3 separate regions of the Mus musculus genome follow, and all the other regions are linked to region 1. A link is a contact called in public promoter capture Hi-C data. All regions are on one chromosome and are shown on one strand. Each heading gives the region's core, a stretch centred on a gene start, on an enhancer-like site or on the middle of the called end of the contact. The rest is flanking DNA. Distances are from core to core; before and after follow the strand shown.

Region 1 (3,260 bases), core at 115-2,614:
TTACAGTTAAGTACAACCCTAATCAGCGTTCTCCCACCTCCGCCCTTCTCCAGACATTTTCCTGGTGTTCTATCATTGACAGTCTCAAAGTAAGGGCCCACCACCTATTCATATCAAACAAGGTCTTCACCTGACTTCACATAGACGCCTCCTCGAATTTGTATACATTACACTGGGTGGGTTTTGGTGGGGTAACTGCCTGAGCACTAGTGGCCAGTCCCATGCCTGTCTCCACTGGAGGGGAAGCGACGCAGTCGAGGACACGCGTTCACCAAGTCTTGTAGCCCACCCAGCCCAGCACCCTGCTCCTGCCCCAGGCCCACCTTAGGACAGGGTCCCAGCTCCGATCTTCCCTGAGAAAGCTGCTCTCCCATGTCCTGGTCTGACCCACCTTTGCAGTCAGCCTTCCTCCCTCCCCTTCTGTGGTGGCGGCTTGCCTCTGAGCCTGTCAAGCTTTTGTGCCCGCCCCCTACACTCGCACACACCCCTGAATCCCATGTCTACCCTGAGAAGCTGTCTCTTTCTCCCTCACACACATATTTCTTACCTGCCTCAGGCCCCGACCTGTCACACGCCCACACTAACGAGGTATCCGGAGTGACTGCTGAATGAAAACCACGTACCCGAGTCTCACACACAGCCCCATATGGCGGCAGTCGCTGTCGCAGACCTACCCCTTTGTCAGCTCCTAATAAAGTTGCCCCGCGCAGTCGAGGACACGCGTTCACAACGACACGCACACGCCTTCCCAGGCAAGCTCCACGCACATGTAAACATCCACCTCGGCCACGCAGCTCTTTCTTTCTCGGCCCTCGGCATCCCCGGCCCACGCGCTTTGGGTACCCGCCGGACCTTTACGATGCGATTTCTCCAAGGGTGTCACCCGTGCGCTCTCGCCTCCCTGCTGAGCTTCTCTACACCCTCGCGCGCACACACGCACACGCCCCTCTGCTCCTTGGCCGCAGACTGGTCACCTGTCACCTGTCACCTGGCGAGGGGTGGGGCGCGGACACCCTGGTGCAGCGGCCCCGCCGCCGCCGTCCTCGAGCGCGCGCGTGGCACGGAGCATCCAGCGCCCAGGACAGGGCGCCTGGGGGGTCCCCGCGCCAGGCCCCGCGCCGCCGCCTCCTCCCCGCGCGCGGCCGACCCCGCGCGCCCCACAGCCTTTGTTCTGCGGCGCTGCCAGCACTGGCCCGTGGCGCGCTGCGCCCTCGCGGCTTGGCCCGGCCCCACTCACCGGCGGCCAGCAGCAACAGCAGCGGCGGCGGCAGTCGGGCGGCCCGCAGCGGCCGGGCCATGGTGCAGCGTTGCCGCCCGCAGCCGCAGCGCCGCGGCGCCCGGGCCGGCCTCGGGGGCGCGCAAAGCGAAGGCGGCGGCGCGCGTGCGCCCCGTTGGCCTGCGTACCCGCCACTCACGCGCTCATCCGCCCAATCGATGCAGCGGAGGGATCGGGGGCGGGACCCTATTGCGGAGTCCGGCTTCGCACCTGCACCTCGGGCCTCGAGCACTTCGCCACCCGGGGGGGGGGACCTCCCTGGGAAGCGGGTCCCGAACCTTTTGTGCAGCAGACCGGGCCCCAGTTACAGCGAAGGAGACAGAGGCCAGGATCAGCAGGGACCTGTTGGGGCACGTGGCCTGGGGATCCTGAAGGCCGGAGAGGACCAGGCTTTGGTGAAGGGACTGGGCAAGAGCAGAGAGCTGAACTCTGTGCCGGGTGTAGTTTATTTTCATTTTATGTGTGTGAATGTTTTCCCTACATGTACATATGTGCACCACGTGCGTGTTTGAAGTCCACTGATGGTTGTTGAGCCACCATGTGGGTGCTGGGAACTGAACTTGGGTCAGTCCATGCTCTTAACCTCTGACCCACTACAGCTTCCAGGGGTAGTTTAGACCCCCAATTTCCAGTTGGCTTTCACAGCCTGAGGAGATTTGTCCTTGTCTTCAGACATCTTGTGGGAGTCACCTTTCTCTCTAGCCAGCGCTTCTCCTTGACTTCAAGTTTCTTTTTGTGCCAATATGGCAAATCCGACAGGCATTGCTCTTCCTAAGTGTCAGGAGGGCAGGAACATTCCTCAGCATGTTCCAGAGCCACAAGTGTAGGAAGGCAGGTTAAGCACAAACGGAGGCAGAGGGGACCTTCTATGGAGACATTTATAGGATGCATGGATGTTGGGTAAGCTGGGTTTTGGCGAAACCATTCTAGATACAGAGAGAAACTGTGGCAATTCTCAGATAGAAAGATGTCTCACTTCTTTAAGTGACAGTGAAAACACTGACTGAAGCGTGACTGTCCCACGCCTGTAATATTTGTACCGCACTAGAAGGGATTCAGGTTAAGACCAGGGCAGTCTGAGCGACATAAGATTGTCTGGTGGGGGAGGGGAGCTAGAGAGACAGCTCCGCACAGAGTTTGTGGCTCTTGGAGGACCCAGATTTGGTTCCCAGCACCCACACTTGCTACTGTCTGTAACTCCAGCTCCAGGAAACCCAGTGCCTAGTCTTCTACTAGATTGAATCAGTCTGTACTTAAAGGCATGCTGTGTTGGGAGAGAGACTCTAGGTTTGTGTTTTAAAAAAGAAGAAAAGGCTTTGGACTCCTTCCGAAATAATAAGGATCAGACTTGACAGAGGGCGACTCCCTGAAGATCTTGGCTACAGACAAGAAGAGGAAGACTGGCAAGATCAACAAGATGGGTAATGTATACACTGATCCCTATACTTGGGGACAGCTCTGGGACTTAAATGTCTATATACAGACAACAAATTGTATTGACTACAAAATTCTCAGGGCTTATTATGACATACCATCTTTTCAGATAGTGTAAATGGAGATTTGAGTTTGATTATATGATCAGACTAACTTCTAAAGAAAGACAGTTGTCTTTCACCTGTTCAAACAGCAGAAAATCATTCTTAATTGATCTCCGCACCCCGCACTTTCAATGCAAATGTCGATAAGGTTTGTATATTGCAGAATGGAAGACCAAGAAGGCAGCCCTGACAGGATTCACCCTCGAGGATCCTGAGCTACTGAGACCTACTGTTCCAGCTTCTTGCTTGATCCTACTTCAGCTGTATCAAAGCTATTTCCTCTAAAGACTTGCTTCCGGGACATTTTCAGAATAATTAGCTCACTTGGCCCAGCCTTTCAGACTGTTCCAGTCAGACTTCATTTAAGCCTACACTTTCTCAACATACAGAGACTGGACAACAGATGCTACAGCTAGCTTTCTTAAGAGTAACTGGTTTTAGCCGGG
Region 2 (3,483 bases), core at 196-2,695, 690 kb after region 1:
TTGACCTATCCTGGCATTCTGCTAGTGTATCACAGCAGATAAAAGCTAGGAGGACTAAGATGCCCTCTGTGTTGTTCATAGAAGTAAAATAGCACAAGCAGCAAGCAGCAAGGTCATGGTAGAGAAAAGGCCACAGCATCATGAAAAGCTATACCACAGCTTCAGTGCTAACTTGAATTTATATGTAACAAGTTGAATCTAAAAACTGAGAATGAACAAACTATCTGATTAGCAATAAACGTGCTTGAAAGCAGGTGTAACTGATGGAAAGTAATTATAATAGAAAGTAAAGCAGCAAGATATGAAAATGCCTAGGTCGTTAATATAAACAAGTTAAGGTAAAGACATTGTGTGCAAGAGACACCCAGAAGAGCCACAGCAGTTGCACTGAGATAATGAGTCTATGGGGATTTGTTTTTATTTTATGTAGTTTTAAAAAATCTTTTATCAGCATGTATTACTTTAAAATTGCTAAAAGTTACTGAAGGGAATGTGGAGGTTGTACATTCCTGGAGATACCACTGGGATACAGGAGGGTAACGTTTGAGACCATGAGTCTTTACCTAGGGTTGTCATGCTGGAGGGCAAACCCCCCAGCAAACTGGGCCTTGGGACCATACAGAGGCCGTTTCCTCAAAGACAATGAGGAAGCCCATGCATAAAGAGCACAGAGGGCAGGCACTGTACTTACCCCTGACTATGCCCCCATTAAGAACACCGTCCCCTGCAGTGATTTCTCTAGGTAACAACTAATGGGTCAAAAAATCAGAAAGCTGGCCTAAACATAAGGGGCCTCTGTGCCCTAGGCACTTTTCTACACATCCTCGGGACAGAGAAAATGGTACTGTTTCATGACAGTTGTGAGTTCTCAAGATCATGGCCTGAGCTGGCGGGAAGTTTATCAGGCAAGCTCCACTTCCTTCATTCTTCCAAGAACCTGCCTCCTCAATTCTGGATTTTAAGGATGGATTTTTAAGAATCCATCTCTGGTAACCAATTCCCTTGTGCCCTTTCCAACGGACCAGAGCCACCATGGCATTGTTTCAACACAAGCCAACATTAAAAACATGAGGCATTGTGCTCCAGGGAGTTGTGGGAAGGAAGGGGTGTTGGGGGAGGGGGCAGTGTACACCTGGAAGAAGTCAGCTTTGGGGGTTGGGGGCAGCAAGGGAATACAGACTCTTGGGCTTACTTCTTAAGATCCTCCTTCACTGCTGAGGACTGCAGACCACCACCACTCTCTGCACTGGGCACTTTAACGTCTGCAATGGAACCAGAGGAAAAAGGCCAATTAACAGCACCCAGGATTGCCAGGACTGACAGGCACAGGCACACACACACACACACACACACACATCAATCAATATACTTCCTCAGGAAACCACACTCTGCGTGTCCCCAAGGAAACACATGCCCCATGGACAGACTGCAGAGTTCTAGAGGCAGATAGGAGCATAACCTCAAATCAACCAGTGTGCAGAGCCAAATGACAGGAGGCTGCTCCGACCATAGGTTCTGCAGCAGGGCACCCTCAATGTGGGGCTGGCAGCAAACCACCTGAGTGTTGCCCTTCAGGTTCACCATTACATGTCCCACATTTGTTAGCACTCGGAGACTACCTCCTAACCCACAAGCCAGAGATGGCTGAGGGTAATCACCCTCTGCCATGTATCTGCAAGAGGAAGGCAGAGATGCTTGTATCCTGTTTCTTTTGGAACCTGCCATGGTTTGAATGCTTGCCCCGCTAAAACTCAAGATGGTCTAACTACACTCTAACAACAGTAAGAGGCAAGGTCTTTAGTAGCAATTAGGACTAGAAAGCTCCCCACCATGGATGGCATCATTTACTTTGCAAAACGATGGAAAGCCTTCAGCTCTCACACTTGTTCTGTCCTCGGTGTGATGTCCTATGCTGCCTCAGGGCTCTACCCCGTTCCCATCAGCAATAAAGCCCTGACCATATGCTGCCCTTTGATTCTGGACTTCCCAGCCCCTTGAACTATAGACAGAAATTGACTTCTTCATAAATTATCTCATCTATGGTATTTAGCTACAGTAACTGGAAAGAGCATCCATTTCTACAGATTCCTAATGCTGGTGTGGCACTTTCTATTAAACCTATTTTATTTCTAGAGTTATCTGGAACTATTGGGTTGCTAGGGACTTCTCTTATGATGACACCTTCCTTTGTAGTCTTCTATGGTGGCTGAAACCTCTGCATCTAGATGACTTTGGCTCTTGCAACTGAGCAACCATGTGAGGGAATGATTTAATTTTAACGGTGTTTTCTAACTTTGTTCTATCTAACGTAAAGTTGAAAAAAAAACACTATGCTTAAAAGATACCTTAAAATCAGCCCATTTTGAAACAACACCCTTCTCAATAGTCACAAATAATATAAAATATCTTGGCGTGACTCTAACTAAGGAGGTGAAAGATCTGTATGATAAGAACTTAAAAGTCTCTGAAGAAAGAAATTAAAGAAGATCTCAGAAGATGGAAAGATCTCCCATGCTCATGGATTGGCAGGATCAACATTGTAAAAATGGCTATCTTGCCAAAATTAATCTACAGATTCAATGCAATCTCCATCAAAATTCCAACTCAATTCTTCAACAAATTAGAAAGAGCAATCTGCAAATTCATCTGGAATAACAAAAAACCTAGGATAGCAAAGACTCTTCTCAAGGATAAAAGAACCTCTGGTGGAATCACCATGCCTGACCTAAAGCTTTACTACAGAGCAATTGTGATAAAAACGGCATGGTACTGGTATAGTGACAGACAAGTAGACCAATGGAATAGAATTGAAGACCCAGAAATGGACCCACACACCTATGGTCACTTGATCTTTGACAAGGGAGCTAAAAACCATCAAGTGGAAGAAAGACAGCATTTTCAACAAATGGTGCTGGCACAACTGGTTGTTAACATGTAGAAGAATGCGAATCGATCCATTCCTATCTCCTTGTACTAAGGTCAAATCTAAGTGGATCAAGGAACTTCACATAAAACCATAGACACTCAAACTTATAGAGGAGAAAGTGGGGGAAAAGCCTCGAAGATATGGGCACAGGGGAAAAATTCCTGAATAGAACAGCAATGGCTTGTGCTGTAAGATCGAGAATTGACAAATGGGACCTCATGAAACTGCAAAGCTTCTGTAAGGCAAAAGACACCGTCAATAAGACAAAAAGGCCACCAACAGATTGGGAAAGGATCTTTACCTATCCTAAATCAGATAGAGGACTAATATCCAATATATATAAAGAACTCAAGAAGGTGGACTCCAGAAAATCAAATAACCCCATTAAAAATGGGGCTCAGAGCTAAACAAAGAATTCTCACCTGAGGAATACCAAATGGCTGAGAAGCACCTGAAAAAATGTTCAACATCCTTAATCATCAGGGAAATGCAAATCAAAACAACCCTGAGATTCCACCTCACACCAGTCAGAATGGCTAAGATAAAAAATTCAGGTG
Region 3 (3,148 bases), core at 112-2,611, 790 kb before region 1:
CCTTTGAGAGAGCAGCAAATCCTCCTAACCACTAAGCTGTCTCTGCATACATAATGTATGTACTCGCGTGCAAACAGTAAGTAGTTTTGTTTTCTGGGCCATATAGTCTGGTTTGCAACTACACTACTGTTACTGTTGTACTGTGAAAGCAATCATAAGCTACGGACAAATGAACGTAGCTATGTTCCAATAAAACTTTATAGACACAGATAGATTGTTGGCCTGCAGGTGCTAATTTCCTGACTTCTGCTTTGTAGGGAGGAGCATGGCCAGCCCTCCATTCTCTCTTCTCATTGGCTGGTATCAATGTTTGAATATTTCCATCTCCTCCCAAAATTTACCTTCGAATTACATCCTTCAAGCAACAACATTGGGACGCATTCTCATTTGGGGAGTGGAGACTGTACACAACCATTGTGCAGGGGGCTTGGAGATTTTATAGGGTTGAAAAAAGGGAACTTTAGGGGAGCAAAGTTTTATCTGTAGATTTTTTCATATATATATATATACATATATACATACATATATATATGTATATATGTATATATATATATATATATATATATATATATATATATGGTTTCAAGGCCCAAAAAATGCCATTGGATGTTTTCGTCACTAAGCTGGCTTTCTTGTCAGGTGTATCAGTACACTGACTACAGTTTCTCTGCTCACTTGAAGTTCATTGTTTTTGGTCATTAATTCTTCAGTGTGACTTTGGGAGATGATAGCACTAGAGGAATCCATCTGCAAGATGCCTTTGTAAAAGGGCTTGCCTCAGAGAGACCCTTTCCTGCCTTTCTGTCATATGACGATATGCAATGCCTTCCTTAGAAGGCATGCAATGTCAAAGTGCCACCTTGGTAGTAAATAGCAGCCCTCACCAGACAGCTAGTCCTGCCAGTGACTTCGCCTTGGACTCCTACAACTGTGATAAATGTCAACAGGTATCTGAGGTTAATATCATCAACCTTGGTTAGTTGCTTAAGGTTTCTGCCATCACTCACATTAATGGTTGAACTAAATATTAGAGGAGAGACTTGAGTTTCTGGAAATTTCCCATTTTCCTTTAAACTTTTGCCCACTTAGCATTCGTATCACTATAGAGAAGGCAAAGTTAGTTCCTTAGACTAAGCTATAGTATACTGTTTTTGAGCTGAGAGGCCAGAGTTATTTTGCATAAGCATGAAGGAAACAGACAGGATATAAGGAAATCAGGGGTGAATACGGCTATTAAGCGCCCCAAGAAGTACGCCTGCACTTTAAGATTTTCAATCAGGCGCCCCACGATCGCCCGGTTGCCCTGGAGACGGGGTCCTTTCTGACCGGGCCCAGCCATCTTGTGGTGCTGTTGGCCAATCAGCGGTTGCGCCGTGGCGGGGGGGCGGGGCGCGTGTCGGTGGCGCTCAGCTCGCGGTCATGGAGTCGCCGGTCGCCTTGCTGTTGCTGCTGCTGCTATGTCTCGGGGCCTTGGCCCCGACGCCCGGCAGCGCCTCCTCGGAGGCTCCGCCGCTGGTCAACGAGGACGTGAAGCGCACGGTGGACCTGAGCAGCCACCTAGCCAAGGTGACGGCTGAGGTGGTCCTGGTACACCCGGGCGGCGGCTCCACATCACGAGCCAGCTCTTTCGTTCTGGCCCTGGAGCCAGAACTGGAGTCGCGGCTTGCGCACCTAGGCGTGCAGGTGAGCGGAGGGAGGAGCCGGCGAACCTCACGCGGGATGCCTGAGGCGATCGGGGATCCCTGGGGAGGGGCGGGGAGGTTGAGGGCGTTAGGGATCCTCCAGGTGTCTGGTTGTCTGAAAGGCAGGTGTTGGAGGGGGACAGCGGAGAGGTTGGGGTCCGCCGTCTCTCTTGTCCGCGTGTCCTCTCGGACACGTCAGCACAAGCTTCCGAGCGTGGGGCACCGCCCACGTGGCTGCTCTGGAGCCCAAGGCGACCCCTTGGTCCCCTGGCGACCTCCTTCCGCACCCCAAGAGGATCTTGGCTGTGGCCGGGTGCGGTACTTCGGGTACCCAGCTTCTTTTCTGTCCCCTGGACTTGCTCGTCTAGTGGAGGACTATCAGTGAGTTAAGACAATTTATTTCCTGAATGCAATTGACTGGTGTAGTCTGTTCTCTCCAGACAGCAGCGTTCAGAAATACAGCAGGTTTCTGGTATTAAAGTTTGTCATTCCTCGCACCCGGTTAATGTAACACTCCTCTGAAAGCTGCTGCTTAACGCTTTCTTAATGTTCAGACTAATTGAAGAGTCAGCCCCTTATGCTGTACAGAAAGGTGAAGCCCAGGTCTGTTCCTCCCCACCGTCTCTCATTGGAACACTTCAGCATTTAGCCTTCTGTACTTTTCATTGAATACACTTTTATACCTTTCAAGGAAAGAAATCGCTGGCTTTGGGAATAGAGGGAATATCCACACAGGTTAATTTTTATTACTGTTCTCATTAACTATATTCATTAAGTGATTACCCAATTTACTAGGAGACTAAGCACACCACATTCTTTTTAACTGTATGGAGCTATAAAGCTGGACTTATAATAGTCACTGAAGTGACTCCTGTCCCCTTTACATTGAAGCCTTGTTCATGCTCAGCATGGCTTTCCTCAAATATTTCTGGAAAGACATTCATGACTTCATTGGATGCTCAGTCCTGTTTTGTGAAAATCAGTCATGACTTAATGAAGTCATAGTATAATCAGATCACAGCAGAGGCTTACCACCCTGCTGCTGTCCTGGTGGGAATTGCATACAAGTTGGGTCCCTCTACATGGCTCAGAGCATCCAAGTTCAATTCCACAGCCATCGGTAACTCCAGTTTCAGGGTGCACAGACCCACTTGCAAGCAAAACACCCATGTACATTAAAAGAAAAATTAGGAAAAGAAAAGGCTGTGGCAGGTATTTTAAGAACATTCCCCACCCTATAGCAACCTTTTGAGGCATAGGAATTCTTACATGACTGTGGAAGTATCTGGCTTTGGAGCTTATTAACCCCCCTCCCCCAAATGAAGGTCTGACTTGTCCCATACCCTTGGGTGTATTTGCATTATTGCTACCTTGCTTTCTGGCCTTGACATGAAATTAGGACTTGTGTTTCAGCTCTGCAGTCATGTTACTGACTTACAGTAACTTGTGTTAACTCTGGAGGAAGA

The links. Promoter capture Hi-C pulls out the DNA fragments that hold promoters and counts their contacts.
Region 2: a contact with region 1 is called in a promoter capture Hi-C map of pre-B cells, with 3 times the contacts expected there. The contact joins the enhancer-like site here to the promoter of Podxl2 in region 1. A contact is called at or near these places in 5 of 39 promoter capture datasets (the 3T3-L1 cell line, the C10 cell line, cranial neural crest and 2 more) and 3 of 115 datasets of contacts at active chromatin or transcription factors (embryonic basal ganglia, embryonic forebrain and neural tube).
Region 3: a promoter capture Hi-C map of embryonic stem cells shows a contact between it and region 1, with 6 times the contacts expected there. The contact joins the promoter of Rpn1 here to the promoter of Podxl2 in region 1. A contact is called at or near these places in 12 of 39 promoter capture datasets (the 3T3-L1 cell line, the C10 cell line, the HPC-7 cell line and 7 more), 3 of 115 datasets of contacts at active chromatin or transcription factors (the SCID.adh cell line, embryonic hindbrain and stem cell-derived neural progenitor cells) and 2 of 9 other capture datasets (adipose tissue and embryonic stem cells).

Annotation. Positions count from the first base shown.
Region 1 is chr6:88,873,682-88,876,941 of GRCm38.p6, forward strand. Podxl2 (podocalyxin-like 2) reads right to left here and starts at 1,365. Exons shown (of 8, transcript NM_001347327.2): 1 at 1,238-1,365. The coding sequence starts at 1,298.
Region 2 is chr6:89,568,151-89,571,633 of GRCm38.p6, forward strand. It overlaps Chchd6 (coiled-coil-helix-coiled-coil-helix domain containing 6), which reads right to left. Exons shown (of 8, transcript NM_025351.3): 3 at 1,193-1,262. Among named protein-coding and RNA genes, the nearest start is that of Chchd6, 26 kb to the right of the region's middle. Within about 2 kb of position 1,446, at least 6 of the 459 cell types and tissues checked have an H3K27ac peak or open chromatin away from gene starts, as enhancers often do. A contact at or near this core is called in pre-B cells, where this site is marked.
Region 3 is chr6:88,083,112-88,086,259 of GRCm38.p6, forward strand. Rpn1 (ribophorin I) reads left to right here and starts at 1,362. Exons shown (of 10, transcript NM_133933.4): 1 at 1,362-1,683. The coding sequence starts at 1,420.